2 separate regions of the Mus musculus genome follow, and region 1 is linked to region 2. The links are chromatin contacts, called in public Hi-C maps. All regions are on one chromosome and are shown on one strand. Each heading gives the region's core, a stretch centred on a gene start, on an enhancer-like site or on the middle of the called end of the contact. The rest is flanking DNA. Distances are from core to core; before and after follow the strand shown. Region 1 overlaps Pla2r1 (phospholipase A2 receptor 1). Region 2 overlaps Baz2b (bromodomain adjacent to zinc finger domain, 2B).

Evidence for each region. A called contact is a pair of places that touch in the nucleus more often than the background predicts.
Region 1: a Hi-C map of the P5424 cell line shows a contact between it and region 2, with 3 times the contacts expected there. The contact joins two enhancer-like sites. A contact is called at or near these places in 1 of 39 promoter capture datasets (stem cell-derived epiblast-like cells), 2 of 15 datasets of contacts at CTCF or cohesin (CD8 T cells and large pre-B cells), 38 of 484 Hi-C or Micro-C datasets (the Ba/F3 cell line, CD4 T cells, the G1E-ER4 cell line and 14 more), 9 of 115 datasets of contacts at active chromatin or transcription factors (acute myeloid leukemia and embryonic stem cells) and 1 of 9 other capture datasets (embryonic stem cells).

What each region holds. Positions count from the first base shown.
Region 1 is chr2:60,422,011-60,425,373 of GRCm38.p6, forward strand. It overlaps Pla2r1 (phospholipase A2 receptor 1), which reads right to left. Exons shown (of 30, transcript NM_008867.2): 26 at 3,342-3,363; 27 at 2,249-2,365; 28 at 595-771. Among named protein-coding and RNA genes, the nearest start is that of Gm13580, 12 kb to the left of the region's middle. Within about 2 kb of position 1,986, at least 11 of the 459 cell types and tissues checked have an H3K27ac peak or open chromatin away from gene starts, as enhancers often do. A contact at or near this core is called in the P5424 cell line, where this site is marked.
Region 2 is chr2:60,048,026-60,051,559 of GRCm38.p6, forward strand. All of the region lies in intron 2 of Baz2b (bromodomain adjacent to zinc finger domain, 2B), which reads right to left. Among named protein-coding and RNA genes, the nearest start is that of Gm13572, 13 kb to the left of the region's middle. Within about 2 kb of position 1,501, at least 22 of the 459 cell types and tissues checked have an H3K27ac peak or open chromatin away from gene starts, as enhancers often do. A contact at or near this core is called in the P5424 cell line, where this site is marked.

The sequences.
Region 1 (3,363 bases), core at 736-3,235, 370 kb after region 2:
TCTCTACACTCCTCCTCCTCCTTCAGAGCCCAGCGTCTCATTTCTCTGAAGCCTTACCCAGGAGCCCAGAGGCACTCTAACCTTCCTTCTTCCAAAACGAGACTCTAGGAATAGTCTGATTATCATAAACGCCAATGGTCCTCATGGTACGCTAGCTGAGGAGCCTCCGCTGCTGTTTTCAAATGGCTAGAATTTTCTGGTTTCACGTTCTAAAACCAATTTCTATTGCCGTAAACCGTATTGCTCACCATGGACTCAAATATGACCTTCTTGGCAAAGTCTACTCACAAGGCAGAATTATACCTACTTCTCCGTAACAAATACACCAAATAAACAGAGGATATTTCCTACGACCAAAGATGACCCTACACTTTCTCCTAGCATGGCACAGCTCTTTTTGGTGTAAACTGCATGTCTTATTTCATCTATATGATTAATGATTTCCCCCCCTTCATCTTAGAGGAGCTGAGATGTTCTGACGTGTGTGATGTGGAGCAAGATGACGGTGCCAGAATCTATCTGAAAAACTCTCTGATATGGCGGGTCGGCATTAACCAGGGTCAATATGAAGAAATTCTTTCTCCTTTCACACACCTGCTTCCATTTTACATATGAACCCCTTTTTGTCCTCGCATGGGGTAAAGTGCCATATTCCTTCCGGGATCCTCAGGACAACACACGGATGTGGCTTGAGGTGGTCCATGTCTGGCTTCCGAAGGCCCCAGTTGGACTGCTCTGTGGGTGTTCCGTCAAACCACCTTAAGGTTTTGTCTGTGGGAAAAAAAATGCTGGCTTGTTATGAATGAAGTGCATGATTAACAGTCTAAGACTGGGATCAGTCCTTAAAGCAGCCTCCAAATTTAAGGAGGCACATTTAATTCCATGAGTATATTCATGAACAAAACATCAAAAAAGATACGTATCCAGCCAGGCGGTCACATAGAAAGTAAAATTAATGTATAGAAAATCCCTTGAAATTCTAACATCAACACCATAGCAAGAAGGTTCATTTCCTAAAGCCATTCTTATACGGGAAGTGATTCAGTGGGAAAATTCAGCCCATACATAGTTAATACGGTGTGTGCGTGTGTGCGTGTGTGAAAGTATGTGTGTATGTGTGATATGTGTGTGTGTGTAAGTATGTGTGCGTGTGTAAGTGTGTGTGTGTGTGTATGTGTGTGTGTGTGTGTGTGTGTATGTGTGTGTGTGTGTAAGTATGTGTGTGTGTGTGTGTGTGTGTGTGGTGTGTGTGTGTGGTGTGTGTGGTGTGTTGCACTGTCTGAAAAGAATTTATAACTAACAACAAAGTGAACTGCAAGTTGGCTTGCCTTTGGTTATCGCCATCGGCTAGAAATTCAAACAATGTCCAGGATTAAAATACCCCTTGCGAGGAGGGTCTCCATACCCACCATCCTGCACCACTGTGACACACTCTCTATGCCAATTAAAATACTTTTCTTTACAAGTACTTTTCAATAACATCAGTGTACTGGCTAGTTTTGTGTCAACTTGACCCAGCTGGAGTTATCACAGAGAAAGGAGCTTTAGTTGGGGAAATGCCTCCATGAGATCCAACTGTAAGGCATTCTCTCAATTAGTGATCAAGGGGGAAAGGCCCATTGTGGGTGGGACCATCTCTGGGCTGGTAGTCTTGGGTTCTATAAGAGAGCAGGCAGAGCAAGTCAGGGGAAGCAAGCCAGTAAGGAACATCCCTCCATGGCCTCTGCATCAGCTCCTGCTTCCTGACCTGCTTGAGTTCCAGTCCTGACTTCCTTGGTGATGAACAGCAGTGTGGAAGTGTAAGCTGAATAAACCCTTTCCTCTCCAACTTGCTTCTTGGTCATGATGTTTGTGCAGGAATAGAAACCCTGACCAAGACAATCAGTTACATAAAGAATAGTGTGCCTCCGATTATACACACTGGTGTCTATAAGGATTCAAAAAGCACAGCTGTTCACTGAAACAGCTCCCCCATCCTGTTGTGGTTTATACCGAACGCTTGAGAAAGTGGGGTGTTTTCAGGTCAACGTGTCTTGCCTTTGTATGACTAAGCCCGGGGACAGAGCTGGAACTAGCAGCTTCAGTGTCCCAGTGAAGGTTAACTTGTCCGTTTGTTTTGTTTGGAGGTGTGGCTTTAGGGTTCACACTATATTTTCACAGCAATTGTGTTCAAGAGGCATCCTGGGGCTCCCAGAGGCCTTCAGGACTGCGTGTTTACTTGCGCCTCCTCTGCACCCATGGCACTTACTGTTATTATCAAACTGAGCATTCAACCAAACCATCTGCACAGAAGACCCAAACGCAAGAAGCTCTTCCAGGAGAAATGAATTTTCAGCCGCATCCCTGATTGCCAACAGATTAGATCCTGTAAAAGGGACAAGCAGCCAATAAGCAAGGTAAAGGGGACTCAGAAATGTTTCTGGGCCCTGATTCCTGAAGCCCTGGCTTTGAAAAACAATCGTTCGGTTACTCAACACACGGTTTCCCTTCCTACTACTGGGGCTGGAACTCCAGGGCCTTGCCATGCTAGGCAGGAGCTCTAAGGATGATCTGGAGCCCCAACTCCTGGTTTTTATTGTTAAAAAGTGATTGAGTAGATGATGAGCCACTAAAGTGCCTGCTGCAGAAACCCAAGGACCCAAGGACCCAAGGCTGCCGCCTCAGGACTGAGGTAAAGATCAGAGGTGGAGAGGCAGAGACAGAGGGGTCCAGTAGGGCTCACTGGCCAGGTTCAGTGAGAGACTTGGTCTCAAATATACAGAATGGAGTGTGGTTGAGAAAGACACCTGATATCATCACACACACACACACACACAAATTCAAGGTGATTAAAAACAAAACAAATAAAATCAAAGTCCCACTATGTGCCCCTGGCTAGCTTGAAACTCACTATGTAGACCTTGCCCTTAAGCGCATACCGATCTTTCCCTGCCTCCTGAGGACTAGGATTAAAGGCCCCACGTCACCACACCCACCTACAATGTGATGTTTGATTTAAGTATAAAAGTGTACAAAGCTTTCATTTAAAAGTTAAAATACTGATTAGCCAGTTTAGAGAACATTAAAATTTCACAACGCGCATGGCTTCAGAAGAATTTTGTAGGAAAGCTCTACACCGAGGCACACTCTTGGGTTTTCAAAGTCTGCACTGGGACTTGAACTGCCTATAATAGTTGTCCCCCTAATAAGCAAATTCAATAGTTTTTTTATTTTTTATTTTTTATTTTTTCAGTAGTCCTCGTGGCCCCTAAAGTCCCTGGATAATCAGCCTGCGAGAAAGCACACTGTTTACTGAGCTGCTGAGAGGACATGCAAGTATGTTAGCCCCACAGAAGAATTACCTTCACTTTTGCAAAATTCATG
Region 2 (3,534 bases), core at 251-2,750:
GTCAGATTGCTGCTGTCGTTCATCATCTGCATGCTACAGCACCACGGCAGGGCACAGGGAGCCCACCATTGGCCACACTCCTAAAGAAAACACTCTCCTTTCAGCAGTAGCTAGCTAGCGACTGCCAATAACCCTCAGCTAGGAGCAGGGACTTGGGAACCCCTCCCCACTCCATGCTGGACCTTTTATCATTGTGATAGGATCTTCTGCAAAGTGAATGTCTTCACCTTTGATGAGACCCTATTTACTGAGTGGTTCCCTATAGAGCTAACATATTTTTGTGTGAATCATAAATGAGAATTCATACTCAAGTTTGGGCTCCTTAATTTTCCAGTTTTCCTTTCAAAACTTCAGTTATATATCTTTTAAACATTTTTCTGAGGCTTTTAAAAAATGGTCTATTTATTTTTATTTTATGTGCACTGGTGTTATGTGCATGTATGTCTATGAGAGGGAATCAGGTCCTAGAATTACAGTTTGCTGTGAACTGCCATGTGAGTGATAGGAATTGAACCCAGATTCTCTGGAAGAGCAGTCACCCCCTCAACTGCTGAGCCATCTTCCCAACTCTATCCATTTTAATCTATAGTCCTAACAGTTTTATGAGTAAAGAAATAGAATGGAATAGGTCTTTCCATCAGAATTTGTTCCACTACCGAACAAATCTCAACTCTGCAGTATCTGCTTATGGGATCAGACATTGGACACGATATGAAGTGGACTGTATGAAAGGGGGGAGAGCAGTGCTCCCCACTCTGATAAGATTTATCCGGGAGTGCCTGATTTCCCCAGAAAGATCTTGAATATTCCTGCAGATGATATCTACTCTGAACTTTTTTTTGGGGGGGTTGTTTTGTTTGTTTTTCAGGACATGGTGTCTTTCTCTGTGTGGCCCTGGATGACCTGGAACTCTCTCTGTAGATCAGGTTAGCCTTGAACTCAGAGATCTGCCTGTCTCTACTTCCTGAAGTGTGAACTGTCCAACATCTGAACGTTTAAAAATAAAAAAATCAGCCTGATGCAGTGGTAGACACTTTAATCCAAGCACTCAGGAGGCAGAGGCAGGCAGATTTCCATGAGTTCCAAGATGGCCAGAGCAACAAACACAGTGACACCCTGTCTCAAAAAAACAAGGCTCAGGACTCAGGAGGCAGAGGGAGGGGGATCTGTTTGTTCAAGGCCAGCCTAGTCTGCAAATCAAGTCTAGAACAGCCAAGTCTAGAACAGCCAAGGCTGTTACACAGAGAAGCCCTGTCTCGAAAACTGAACTTAAAAAAAAAAAAAAAAACCTGCATGTGCATCACCTACTTTAAAACAGTTAAATGATTCTAAACGTAGGGAGTGGTGAGTACTGGAAGCTGAGGCAGAAGTTCAGATAAAAGGAACAGTTTATGAAAGATTTCATGAGCGTCCACAATGCCAGCAGTCAGTACAGGAGTTTCGGCAGGAGAGTGACCTAGTTAGCTCTGTGCTATCAGTTAAAGCAACACTGAGAGATGGATGAACAGCGCTCAGCAAGAGGCATCAGGCTCTCAGCTTATTGCCACAGGCACAATGAGACATCATGCCATCCTCCAAGAATACTTAGGCTTTCAGCTTGAGAGTAGGAGCTCAGGTCTGGCCTCAGCACTGGAGAGATTGAGGCAGGAAGATCTCAAAGGCAGTCTGGACTAGAGAACAAGACCTTGGCGCGAGCGCGCGCACACACACACACACACACACACACACACACACACACAGGATTTAAATATCATAGAGAAGAATATACTTGGAAAATATTTAGAAAGAAAAGGAAGGAATCGTGAAAAAAAGATGAATGTTTAAATAGAAGAACAGGCTCCAAGAGCTGCCAAGAAAAAGCAAAGTCACTGTGCAAGACCAAGTTTTGGGAAATACAGTACTAACCTGTAGTTAGTCTCTAGTACCACCTAGGGTGCGTCTACCACAGCATGTACGATGCATTTATAAGATATCCTTTGAAGGGTCAAACATGTTGTAAATTCTCAAACACAGAGATGCCCAGGGACAGCTGCTACATGAAAGAAGCCTCTTCTACAATGCTGCTTTCCACTTCCCCTTCCTTCGCAGCTCTTCTCTTCCTTCCTAGCTCCCTCCCTCTAGTTCTCCTTGGTTTTGAGACAGAATCCTAGGCTCAAACTCAGAATATTCTGATCAGAGCTTTCCAAACTGCCTTTACCAGAATGTAATGTGTGCCTGGCCTAATTTAACTCTCCCAGCTTTACTTAACCATGGAAACTTCGCTTTATTTAATGCTCCATACAACCAATGTTCTAACAAAATTACTTTGGAAAACACTGGTTGGACAACAAGAATCAGGTAGGACGGCTCATGCCTGTAAATGAAGCATTAAAGAGGCAGGAGGACATCATGAATTTGAAGCCAGCCTATGCTACAAAAATGAGTTATGGGCCAGCTAAAGCAACAATGCAAAATGTTGTCTTAAAAACTTAACAACAAAAAGACCCAAATAATATAAAAGCTCTCTGACTCCCTTTTTACTTTGCTGGACACTCACAGAACTCCATCTGTGCTGGTTCGCTGGTCCTCCTTGGAACGCACCAAATATTCGCCTTTGGGACTGCAACTAAACCACTTTCTGGTTAGAAAAGCCTTAGGAGAGTGCTCTTTAACTCCCCTGAACTTCAGTCGAGAGACCTGGCTGGTAAGAAGGTGTGTCCCTGTGTTTTCAATTGTTAAAAGAGCTAAGTGGGGCAGGATTTTGGTATTGTCATTTCTACAGACCCATCTCAGGTTTTCTATATGTAAAAGATAAGAAGAAAGCTGCCATTGGAAAGGTCAAACAGCTCAGTGCCCAAGGCCAACCCTAAGAGACATCAAAAGTTGTGTTGCTGCTGACTGGTTTGGACTAGAATGTGGGTTCAGGGGCGGGACTTCTAGGCAGACGATGAAGGAAACGGAAGGCCTAAGGAGCTGAATCCGGTAGTGAGAACTTAAGTCAAGAACTTAAGTTAGTAGCTCGCTGAGAGACTGCCCCAGCAAAAGGCCAACTGCTTTAAAACAGATACAACTCTCCTGGTCTTAGTTAAACCTTACAAGGCTCCTCGAAAGCCCCCAACACACTCACAGCCATGAACTCACTTTATTTCTCTTCACAGTGCTGACTGTCCCCCAGCAAATTAAACCTTATCTTGCCTTTTACCCACAGAATAAGTCACGTGAGTCTTTGTGTAGTCCTCTCCTCTTTAACCTTACCACTATCTATAAATAGCTACTTACTAATCAGCTGTTGAATAATGCAGTTACTATCATTTAAACTGTCTGAGTATAATGATAGCAACAGGTGAAACTGCCACTGAATATTCACAAGGGGTGGTTACCTCACTCAGGATATTCTGCTCATATTCTTCATATCTATATTCTATGTAAAACGCATGACTGTTTTAAAAAGTTTTCAGGATTTTGCAAAGCTCAAATTTTTCTAATTTTCTCTTCTGCAAAACAATTATAAGACTTTTTATCTTCTCTTTATAAAATGCACAGACAGGATTTTAG